2 separate regions of the Mus musculus genome follow, and region 2 is linked to region 1. A link is a contact called in public HiChIP or PLAC-seq data. All regions are on one chromosome and are shown on one strand. Each heading gives the region's core, a stretch centred on a gene start, on an enhancer-like site or on the middle of the called end of the contact. The rest is flanking DNA. Distances are from core to core; before and after follow the strand shown. Region 1 overlaps Marchf8 (membrane associated ring-CH-type finger 8). Region 2 holds the start of Zfp422 (zinc finger protein 422).

Region 1 (5,973 bases), core at 726-3,225:
CGGGGTAAAGGCCAAGTTAGAGGGCTGCCAGTGACACCCTGAGACGACTTCCTTCTTCATTTGACCCACAAGCACAAGCCCTCCTGGCCTGAGGTCTCCCTCATCCTAGATCTGCTTGGTCTAGCTACATGCCATCTTCCCACTATATCTAAGCTCAAAGTGAGGAACAATGGGGTAGACAGATAGCCCTGCAAAATTACTCAGAGGCCAAAGAGGCAAGGACTAGGAGAGTCTGGGCAGACCCAGAGCTCTGCCAGATGCTTCGCAGCCGTGCCTTGCCAGTCTCCTGCACTGAGTCACATGTGTAGTTGTTTACTAGATCAGAGAACCTTCAGGGAAAACGAGCGGGGGAAGGATGAAGGACAGAGTTCATCAGAGAAGCCAGAGAAGAGATAGCATCAGGCCTTCCTGAAATAAAGGGAACAACATGAAGCCATGCTTCCAAAGCCACCTATCTATGTGGGAGTACAAGTCCCCTAGGGCAGCTGTGCAGAGACAACCCCCATTGAGGGACACTTTCTTCTCTACAAATGCCTCCATCTTCATTTGACTGCCCACCCAATGTTGGAACATCTTGTCACAGACAGATGGACAGGGTCAGAGACTCGCCGCAGCAGCTGCTAAAAGGAATAGTCAGAGCTTAGTGGGCAGTCTGTAGCTGCCTGGTGTCCTCACTGAGTGTGAGTAATTGCACTTTGGGGCACAGTGAGCACAGGGAGGCTTATGTGGTCTGGGAGAGAGAGGGCAGGCTGACCTAAGGGGTGGGCCCATTAGATAATGGCTGAAAGCCCTGGCAGAACAGCTCCACAACTGAACTCCATGACTCCAGGGAGTAGACAAGGGGATAACAGGACAGAACTTGCTTCCACAAGCCTTCTAGCTAGCCTCCACATGCTTCTGAAAACTAAGCACGGGGCTTCTACTAGGAACTACAAAAGATTCATCTTCGGTTTGCCTCAGTCTCTGGAGAAGACAGGTGAAGCAGCCAAAGCTCAGGGAGATGGACCCTAGGCATTGCCCTGGCCACCTCAAGAGAATCTGAAGACCCTGGAGCCGACAGCAGCCACTTGGAGAGTAGTACACTTCTGCGGTTCCTCTTGTCACATTGTAAGTTGACTATTGCCTGGCACTTTGACAATGGCCTTCAAGAAAAAAAATGTTCAACAAACTTTTTAAAGGGGCAATGGCCACTTAGCAGTAGTGATTTGATTTTGTCTGTCTTGTGAAAATATCGCGCAGGAGGTAACCCCAAGACAGAATAGGTCACATTGGAGCTAAGGACCCTAGTGATCCTGTCAAGTCTGCTTAAGGCAATAAGTGGGTATGAGGCCAGGTCAGTGACACAATGGCGATGCAATTAGCTGACTGCTCACCCAAGACCTCATCCCAGAGCTGGTCTGTTGACCTCCCAGCCCTCAGCAATGACTCCACAGAACTTTGTCAGCACAGGGGACAGCAGAGGTGGATCACAGGAGTGTCCCCAATGTGTACCCACTCCATCTGGAGACATCTGTCAGTCAAAGGAGCGTTTTTTAAATGCTCACCCTGATTCAGATTCATTACATCTCAAAACCCTTTCATTTCAACGCTCACAACAAAGAAATGTATGGGTGAGCTTGTGAGATAGGACTTTTCAGGAAACAGGCTCAAAACCAGAGGAATTACACTCTTAGCATCCATTAATTCCCATGGAGTCTCAGACCTGTCTGTCTTGCTTAAAGTCTGAAGTCTTTTCTGGACATGGAAGGACATCTACTACTCAGAATATATAAGGCAGAAATGGTTTCAGTTCGATTTTGATGCAAAGAGATAACAGGCAATAAAGAGAACATTTCTAAATGTGACACGTGTTTAAACATGTCACTCCCATTAAACACAGGAATTCCAAAATAAAAACTCTCATAAAGTGCTGTTTTCTCAGTGAGTCACACACCAGCAGACACAGCCCAAGGCCTTGTCTGCCCCCCGAGCAAGGTGGTGGCATCAGCTGAGCAAGGCAGGGGCTGCAGGGCTGCTGTCTGGAGGCACTGCTCCCTTGCCACTCCTAGCTCTCGTTAGTGTGAGGGACCCCTCCCAGCAGCAGCAGCCCTCCCGCACCATGCTGCTCTGTCCTCTGGGGACCCTCCATCACCCGCCTCCTCTCCCCATGCTGCTCTGTCTTCTGCTTTAGCTTTTTACTTCCATAATCTATTCAAGACCAGGGGCTGGAACTTAGCCAGCTCCTTGTCATGGATACATGGGGTCTCCCACCTTCCCAGACCACAGAGAAGCCTGGCAGAATGGAACCCAGTGGTACCTGCCCCACAAGAATTCTAGGACATTCACACCAAGGAGGGTTGAGAAAAAGAGAGGCCACTATAAATAGTCACCTGCCCAGTCTATGCTATTAAACGACAGAAAGAAGGAACACAACTGGCAGCAGACAAATTCCTTCAGCTGTTGGTGGACATCAAGGAAATGACACCCTCACATGGTCAGACGTTAATAATTTCTGCTCCAGTGTCTTCAGGCTCTGTGCAAGAAGAATTTGTGGTGGAATGACACATTCCATGTCCTTCTTTATTTTCAAGGGTGGGCTCTGTAAGTGCAGACTTTTCAAAAATATTCTTTTTACTTGTTTCTGGACAGTTCTGAACATAGATCACTCTATTGTAAGCCTTGAGTCTTTTCCATAACTGTAGGTACACCTTGCACTGAACATACATAAAGAGAAGTCCTCCAGTGAAGCCGATGGCCACAACTACCAGCTTCGTCCAGAAAGGCCACTCTAGGATTCCTGCAGGGGAGACTCAGTTAGCTCATCAGGAGGTCTCATGTCAGAAGGAAGCAGGACAGAGCTTCTGAACGCCCACAACCACTCTGTACATTTCTGACTCATCAAGTCCTCCCTCCCCAAAAGGAGCAGGAAGTGTTCTCAATGTAGTTTACTCTGCTCTCTCAGGAAACAGAGCTCTAAACCCCAGAACCTCAGTCCCCAGGACCTGTGTACAGCACTCACCTCACGGCCCATATACTCACCTGTTACCTGACCCTGCTTGATTTCCTCTGCTGTGCGGTCAATGAGCACATACAAGGACCAGACCACACAGGTGATAGCAATGACATGGAAGGTCACTGAGCACATGATCTTCCTGCGCTCACTGGCAGTCATCTGCAACTTCTCCCACTGGAAGACAACACAGGGATATGAGGCTCAGCTTCAGAGCAAAGGATCACAATGGGAAGCAGTGAGCGTTGCCCATGGCTACGAGAGGCTTTCCTTCCCTCCCTCTCCTAGGCCAGATCAATCTCCCCACACACACAAAACTACGTTAAGCCAGTTGGCTTCAATGACATAGCGGACAAAGCCAACTTTCTGTGCAATGAAGAGAAGCCAGGACTGAGACGAGCAGTGGCCTCCCATGAGCTAGTTTCTTACTCCTGCAGTCAGACAATGAAGACTTGACAAAAGGAGTACGGCAGCTGAGCCGCAGCTGCTAGGGTCAGGTCTGTGCTAACTGGTGACACCACAGCACACCAGGAACGGGTCTCATCGGTGCTGGAAAGGGGAATGGCAGAAGGCTCTCACTCTTTGGTCCTCTGCTACTTTGGTAGCAACAGCTTGAAACCGATGCTTAAGAGTTCCTGACCATGGGATGGATCCCCGGGTGGGGTAGTCTCTGGATAGTCCATCCTTTCTGGGAAGAGAGGCCCCTTGGTACTGCAAACTTTATATGCCCCAGTACAGGGGAATGCCAGGGCCAAGAAGTGGAAGTGGGAGTGGGTGGGTAGGGGAGCAGGGCAGAGGGAGGGTATAGGGAACTTTCGGGATAGCATTTGAAATGTATATAAAGAAAATATCTAATTAAAAAAAAATCCTGAACAGCCAGGTGTGGTGGCGCACGCCTTTAATCCCAGTACTCGGGAGACAGAGGCAGGCGGATTTCTGAGTTCAAGGCCAGCCTGGTCTACAGAGTGAATTCCAGGACAGCCAGAGCTACACAGAGAAACCCTGTCTCAAAAAAAAAAAAAGAGTTCCTAACAAGCAGCTCTGCCAGTGCCATCCCTCTAGGAGGTCATTAACTTATCCGGACACACTGGCCTAGTCATTTACTGGTTTCCAAATCAGAAGACAGAAAAGTAGAAAGAAGAAAGTGTAAACATTTTGCTTATCTTCTGCTAATGACGGGTATAGACTATCAGGCTAAGTTGCAAACAGAGCTTCATTAGTGATCTATACTATCCAAGTGTTACAGGATCATGTGACAGATTACACCAAGTAGGTCCCAGGAGCCTCTGACCAGGCAGAGCATTTTCTTGAGCAGTTTGCACCTGCCTTCTCTAACATCCAACTGCTTTCTGTTGGGGTTTCAGAAGTAGCACGGTTCCTGAATCAGCACCTTGTGTCTTCTGTGCCTGGTTCTCACTCTTTCCTAAGATACCCATGGCTCAACCCTTTTACACTCCCGCAGTGCTCACATTCACCACCTCAGTGGATACTTTTCTCCACAGGCAATCTGGCCCCTGCCTGTTAAAGCCTGTTCACTCTGCCTGCAAATCATACACACTGGGGAGAAGCACTCCCCAAGCCAAACCATCTACAATGCCCCTCCTCCCATGAGACTGCCCCACGAGGAGCACTTCTTTCTGTGTGCTCCATTGCCAGCTAACTTAGCATTTAATCGGCCCCATAATAATAAGTTCCCTAGCAACTTATATATTAATGCTTTTGGCACAGTAGGAGCCTTTTTTCTCCTTCCAAATATGATCTTTTGTGCTGGGCAGAGAGAGAAGTATGAAACTGACAAGTATGGATGGGAAGGCAGCAGTGACTTGGGGGACCTCCTTATGTAGTAATCCTTTCAGCTAGCAAATACTTAGCACAGACATACAAACTGTGCTGAACTAGACTCAGTGTTGGAGATACTCATCACTAAGTGTCCTAACAAGAGACACAAAACAGCTGACATATAAGAAATTAAATGCTGAGCAAGATGTCACAAGATAGTTGGTGGTCAAAGGAGAGAAGAGCAAGAAGAAAACAGTGTCAGTGTGATGGAAAGAGAAGCAGCATGAAGGAAGGCCAGACCTGAGCCATTACCATCAGAAGTAAGGCTCGACAGCAAGCACTCCAGCCTCAATTTCTAAAGCAGTGAACACAGCTGCCCAGGTACAGTCTGAAAGGACGACTCTGCCGAGCACCCACCCCCTTCTCACGTACTTTCCTCAAAGGTTTCAGCTTGGTCTCCATGATGAACTCGTACTTGCAGAGTTCACAGCAGCGTGTGTCAGAACTCTTGATCCACTGCTGCAGGCAAGCCTGATGCACGAAATGGAGGCTCCCTGTGCAGTGACAGGGGGTGATCAGAGGGCTCTCGTCATCCCCTTCACAGTGGCAGATCCTGTGGTGGAAGGGAACTAGTCAGTGAAAAGAGGAGCTCTAGGAGGGAAGATGGCGCTGCACCAGAAGGCCAATTCCTCCACAAACCAAAGTTCAGAAATGAAAACCGTAAAAGTGACTGTCAGCACAGAGACACACAAGCACGAATGAGAAAAATCACGATTAGCTGAACGTCAGCTTACCACAGCAGCAACGTCAGGATGGCAGTTGGCAACGGAAAGGGAAGAACGATACAAAAAATGACAAAATAGGCATTTTTAGGGAAGACTTCAAACTTTCAAAGATAAAATTTAGGCAACAATAAAGACACCTTCCAGAACATAAGACATTAGAGGGAAAACGTCTATGTAAACCAAAACAAGCACTCTCACCTCCAAAACACTACAGTGGCTTAAAAGGCTTGCTTGCTAGTGAAATCACACCCTCAAGTCACATGCACAACAGCCACACCCTCCCACCCTCTCTTGGAAACTGAGCAGAGACCAAGTACTTTGTATGCACTTAAAACTCACCATGGTTCTGCAAATTCCTTTCTTTTGGGTACTCTCAGAGCACTGAGTGAGAATTATTAAAGCAGTCATTATTTCTAAGGA
Region 2 (5,826 bases), core at 1,831-4,330, 220 kb before region 1:
CCTCATGTGCCACAGTCAGGTCATTGGCTTTTGTTTTGAGATGGGAAGACTTTGGGAGGCTTTGGACCCATGAAAGGCATGATCTAATTTGGTTTTCAGAGGGTGACACTGAGCTCCGAAAGGACATTTGTCAGGAAGCAAATGCAGTCGCAGGGGCGGGGAGGGGGACGATGACACTGACACTTGAGGCTCTGTGGAGATTGCAGGAAAGGGGCTTTGTTCTGAACACACACTGTGAAGACAGGCCCAGAACAATCTGTGAAAGTGAGGGATGGGGAGCTGGAGAGATCCCTGCCAGGCAGGCAGTTAGGGAAAGGGGTCACAGATAAATAAAAAAGTTGGCAGACTCCCAGCCTCTTTCTCACCTTTCTGACCTGAGACAGAGGCCAGGTGGAACTTTCTTCAGGCAGCAGGAACCTCCCTCTGGCTGACCCGTCCAGGCTGCTTAGATATGTTCAAGGCCAATCCTGAGCATGTTTACCTAGAGCTGCGGGTCTGTCCGCTCCCTGTTCTGTCTAAACTGTCTCCGTTAGAGTTTCTATTGCTGGAATGAAACACCATCACCAAAGCAACTTGGGGAGGAAAGGGTTTATTTCATCTTACACTTCCAGGTAAGAGTCCATTCCTGAAGAAAGCCATGGTAGGAACTCAAGCCGGGCAGAAACCTAGAATCAGGATCTGATGGAGAAGTCAAGAAGAGCTGCTCACTGCCTTCCTCCCCAGGGCTCACTCAGCTTGTGCTCTTAAATACCCCAGAATCACCTGCCTAGGCTGACACCACCTACACTGAGCTGGGCCCACTGACAACAACTGTTAATTGAAAAAAAAAAATGCCCTACAGATATGCCTACAGGAAGAACATAAGGGGATGAAAGGGGTTGTTTCTCAACTGAGAGTTCCTCTTCCCAAATGACTCTAGCTGGGTCAAGGTAGTATAACACCAAACAGGACATTAGCCAGTATGAAATGAGGAGAGTGAGAACTCAACCTGGGGAACCCAAAAGCCCCCCCCCCCATGAGGAAAATGATAGAGAACAGGGCGCTGATAGCCCCACGTGAGGAAAATGGATTTTGGTTTCTGAATCCCCTTTCCACCTTGTGGAGAGTCTTTCTTTCTGTGTGCTTTTCAGTAGCTGTCTCCGGGGCCTGCTTTCTCACTGACTTTAACTGGGGGATGGGTGGGTCCACCACTTCCTTTTCCAATGCTCGTGTGTGTGTGTGTGTGTGTGTGTGTGTGTGTGTATGTGTGTGTGTTGTGGTTGTTGTTGTTCTGTTTTTTTTACCTTTTTGTGTCTTGGATTTTTTTCTCTTTTATTTCTTTAGCTGGTGAGAAAACACCCAGCCAAGACCCCCAGATGGCACCAGAAGGGTTGTTTGTAAGTTTAGAGTAGGGGAGACCATGACAAGAGTGACATTGAGGATTTTGGCTTGAGCAGCTGGAGTGAAGGCACGGTTGTCAATTGCTGGGCGGAGACTATCGAGGGACAGAACGTTTGATGTGCCATGCTCACTGCGCATTCAAACGGGATCCCAAGCAATCGGATCCAGGAGCCTGGAGCTCTGGAGAGTTGCACATGTCAATGGGTCAAGAGAGTTTATGCTGGGACCAAATATAAATGACCGTGGCCCAGAAACAGATTTAGGTTACCTCAAATCCCAGGCCCCAACATGGAAGCAGTTTCATGAAGTTTCATAGTAATAGAATAAAGAAAGTTGCAAAACAAGACACTTTGGAACACACTAGTGGAAGCATGGAGTGGGAGGTTATAGCAGCATGGAGGAACCTCAGCTGCAGGCTTCCGCTATCAGATGACTCTTGGACTTCTGGTTGTAGAAAATCAGTTTTGTTAAATTAGCACATCCCAAAATATTTTTTACCTGTCAGTCACAGGATGTCAGGTCAAAAGTGGGCAAAGTAGTGGTTATTTCCATGGCTAGAGATACCTCAAACTCTGTTATGACTGGGCTCCGGACCTACGACACTCCCAAACCCTCCATAACCACAGAAGCTCACTTATCTGGCCAGCCGCGCAGAAGAGTGCTGCTTCTCTGCAGGAAGTTGCATTTATGGACACCAGGATCAGCCAAGGTCGCCAGTGAGGGGAGTCTGCCTTAATGCGATGAATCTGAAGCCATTAGAACTCCCCTGGGAAGGAAGCATGTGTGCCTTTCCAAACCGAGTTGTTCACTCACAGTGTGAGCGGGAGCAGAATTCCTCTCCAAGCTGGGGTTCCTGCCCAGTACACTGAACGCATTCATTTTCCTCTGATAGGAGTGGCTGATGCAAAGTCACGGCTCTCTCCTCAAAGTCATGAGTTTTATTCAGAGGCCAAACACAAGTGATGATGGCCCAGGGAACACAGATTTAGATTACCCAAACTCCGCCTTTCAACCTGCAACCAAATTCATGAAGGTTTGACAGTAACAGAACAAAGAAAGCCATAAATCAAGATACTTTTAAATTCATTTGTAGAAACATCAGAGAGGTGGGTTAGAGCTCTGTTTAGACATCTCAGCTATAGATGTCATCTAACATAGTATTCTTGGCCTTTTGATTGGAGAATGGGATTTTGTGTTTTATCTGTCAGGATGTTGCACATCCTTCCATAGAAGTGGACAAGGAATGGATGCATCCCAAGATGAATACTAATTATGCTCTGGACCTGCAACATCCCAACCTCTCTTCACCACCGCCGTTTTAATCAATCAGTCAGCCTGTGCGGACAGTGTCCTCCAGAAATTTCACGGGCCTTTTGGTGATATAAGGCGACCCGTGAAAAACATAAGTAACACCTTAGGCTGAAGTTATTTCTCTAGACTAGATACTCAGTACTAAGAATGCAATTTACAAGTTGGAACGGGCTGGTTTGGGGGTGGTGAGCAGAATCTAACAAAGGCCAGTTTCTGTGTAGGTCGACCAGAATAGAAAGAGAGCGGGTAACAGGCCTTAAGGTCCTTGGCTCTGCCTTCTGAGTGGTAAGAGAGGAACACAAAAGGACCACCGGAAGAATCCGCAGGATATGGTGGGGTGGGCCGGGGACCATAGAGGGTCTCTCCGCCTCTTCCTAGAGCGGCCGGCAGCTCCGCGGCTAGCAGCCCGCACTTCCGGCGGGCGAGGCGCGAGGCGGGCACCGTGGCGGCCTGCGCGGTGAGTACGCGGGGCCTGCGGGTCTGCCTGGGCCGGTGTTGGGTCGGGTCGGGCTGCGGCGCTGCACGGAGCCCGGCGGGTGGCCTCGGGCTGGGGTCGGCTTCGGCCTGGGCGCCTCCGCTCGCCGCGGAGGAGAAAGACTCCATTGTACGGGTGGGTAGGCTGCACCGGGCCATTGTGAGCGACTTGGAGGGAAGCGGCGGACTCTTTGTTGCTGCCGTAAATGGGTGAGGGAGCAGGTGCACGCCGGCTAGACGGGTCCCCAGTACTGGAGCTCCATCACCCAGCTTTACCCAGCCTCTCCCCTACTGGGGACCTCGATCAGACAACCGGACTTGGCGGGCGTTAGACGAGGGGGCGATGGACTCCCCAGGTCGGACAGTGAGAAATCAGGCCCGGAGGCGGCTCCGGGGTTGGGATGGGTAAAGGAGCTAAAGGAGCTTCGGGCCTGTGTTTACGAACCCACGAAAGGAGGTTTTAAATCAGCTTTATTTTAAAAATAGGAGCACACATAGGCTACCTGTAAGTATGATTACTTCATCCATAGGTAGATTCCATAATCGATCAGTTTGCAACCAGTTGTGAGTTCCCCGGTATTTAAAGAGATGTGTTTAAAAGTGTATGCTTACCATTATAGCTATTTATTGAGTACCAGGTACCCCACACAGTGTCTCCTGTTTACGTGGTCTGTACATAACCGAGACGGTTATGGGCAGTGATTGCTGTAGATCTGTGTTATGTGCAGTTTGCTCTTTCTGTTGCTGCAATTGTAGCAGATAAAATTATTAAACACCCAGGAAAAGCCCCTGGGCACTCTTACGTTTGGAGGATTATTATACAGCAAAATCAAGACGAAGGAAAAAAAAGGCAGGAAAAGATGTCATTTGTGTTTTTATTTACTTACTTTAAATGCTTGTGTGCAAGGAAACTCAGAAAAATAACTGAGTTGCAAGTAGGTTTTCCAACTAACCTAAGACACTGGAAGTCCAGTGACTGGCTTTGCAGGCCTGAACACCTCCCACACTCTCGCCTATTTGGAGTGTGTGTGTGTGGAAGGGGTTGTTTTGACAGCTTCCAGACAACCTTAAATGTAATGCAATAAACTTATTTTAGAGCTTTTGGTTGTGCTCTCCTTCTTGGCGTGCTATAGTCTAGGAAAGGAAGAATAAAGTGTTTTGGTTTTTTTTTTTTTTTTCCAGATTTTTCTCACCTAGTATTTTCTGAATAAGACTCTTGGGAAACTTGAAATTCTCTTTACCGATTAGCTTCTATTTTCAACTCCGCTTGCTAAGTTATCATCTATAGAAATAACCAAGCAAATAAGAATAGATAGGAATCTATGGAGGTGTAGTATAATCTGTCATTTCTTTTGAATTGGATATCTTACGTAGCAGCTATTAAATGAGAAATTTAGCACAGCCAGTATTGACCTGAGATGCTGTTTAGCAGAGATATTGATCATCTTTTGCAGTTATTTTTGTATCTTCTCTGAGACTTTATCTTGCTTTTGCTTTTTAGTCCTTCAAAATACTCTCTGTGGCTCCTCCCTAACAGGTTTATGTTTTTCTTCGTCTTCTCTTTTGCCTGTCCAAAATCAGAAACGTTGCAAAATGATGATGATGCTGATTAAGCTTAACCTCTGGCATTAGAATCACCTAACGAGCACCTGTCTCTTAAAAGTGCGTCATTGCACTTGTACTAGGTGTGCTTTGGCTACACATGGATGCAGTTTTGATAGATTGAAGAGGTGCTAGTGCTGAACTAATAAATATCTGTATTTTTCTTTTTCTTCTACAGAAGGGAATTCCGAGTTGCGTCACTCTAGGATATGAGACCTTAGTTCAGAAGTTCAGAAGACAGTAGGATCTCTTGCCGACACATTTGCCTACTCACCATGAGGTTAGGAAAGCCCAAAGGGGGTATTTCTCGAAGCGCCAGCCAAGGAAAAGCCTATGAGAGCAAGCGCAAGACAGCCCGCCAGCGACAGAAATGGGGGGTGGCCATTCGCTTCGACTCGGGCTTGAGTCGACGGAGAAGGAACGTGGACGAGAAGCCTTACAAGTGTGCTAAATGCTCCAAGAGTTTCAGTCAGAGCTCCACGCTCTTTCAGCACAAGAAGATCCATACTGGGAAGAAATCCCATAAATGTGCCGATTGTGGGAAAAGTTTCTTTCAGAGTTCTAACCTCATCCAGCACCGGCGGATCCACACGGGGGAAAAGCCCTATAAGTGTGACGAGTGTGGAGAGAGATTCAAGCAGAGCTCCAATCTCATCCAGCACCAGAGGATCCACACCGGCGAGAAGCCCTACTGCTGTGATGAGTGTGGCCGGTGCTTTAGCCAGAGTTCCCACCTCATTCAGCACCAGAGAACCCACACCGGAGAGAAGCCCTACCAGTGTGAGGAGTGTGACAAGTGCTTCAGCCAGAGCTCCCATCTGAGGCAGCACATGAAGGTGCACAAAGAAAAGAAGCCACATAAGAGGGGCAAAAATGCCAGGGTGAAAACTCACCCGGTGTCCTGGAAAAGGGGCAAAGGGAGGAAGGCGGTGGCTGGGATCCGCCAGGTAAAGGGAGCCACTTCCGGCCTTTTTAAAAAGAAGAAGTGAAAGGTAGAGGAGAAAGCCGCTCCGAAGAGTGGATGCTTTACAGTAGAGCACTTAGATACCGCTCCTCCCT

Evidence for each region. HiChIP or PLAC-seq counts read pairs in DNA pulled down with a chosen protein or histone mark.
Region 2: an HNF4G HiChIP or PLAC-seq map of pancreatic cancer cells shows a contact between it and region 1. The contact joins the promoter of Zfp422 here to the enhancer-like site in region 1. A contact is called at or near these places in 2 of 39 promoter capture datasets (embryonic stem cells and stem cell-derived epiblast-like cells), 1 of 115 datasets of contacts at active chromatin or transcription factors (pancreatic cancer cells) and 2 of 9 other capture datasets (adipose tissue and liver).

What each region holds. Positions count from the first base shown.
Region 1 is chr6:116,402,828-116,408,800 of GRCm38.p6, reverse strand. It overlaps Marchf8 (membrane associated ring-CH-type finger 8), which reads right to left. Exons shown (of 8, transcript NM_001302383.1): 6 at 5,201-5,381; 7 at 3,019-3,166; 8 at 1-2,776. The coding sequence ends at 2,475. Among named protein-coding and RNA genes, the nearest start is that of Gm38880, 7.4 kb to the left of the region's middle. Within about 2 kb of position 1,975, at least 52 of the 459 cell types and tissues checked have an H3K27ac peak or open chromatin away from gene starts, as enhancers often do. A contact at or near this core is called in pancreatic cancer cells, where this site is marked.
Region 2 is chr6:116,626,253-116,632,078 of GRCm38.p6, reverse strand. Zfp422 (zinc finger protein 422) reads left to right here and starts at 3,080. Exons shown (of 2, transcript NM_026057.3): 1 at 3,080-3,148; 2 at 4,946-5,826. The coding sequence starts at 5,043. The coding sequence ends at 5,756.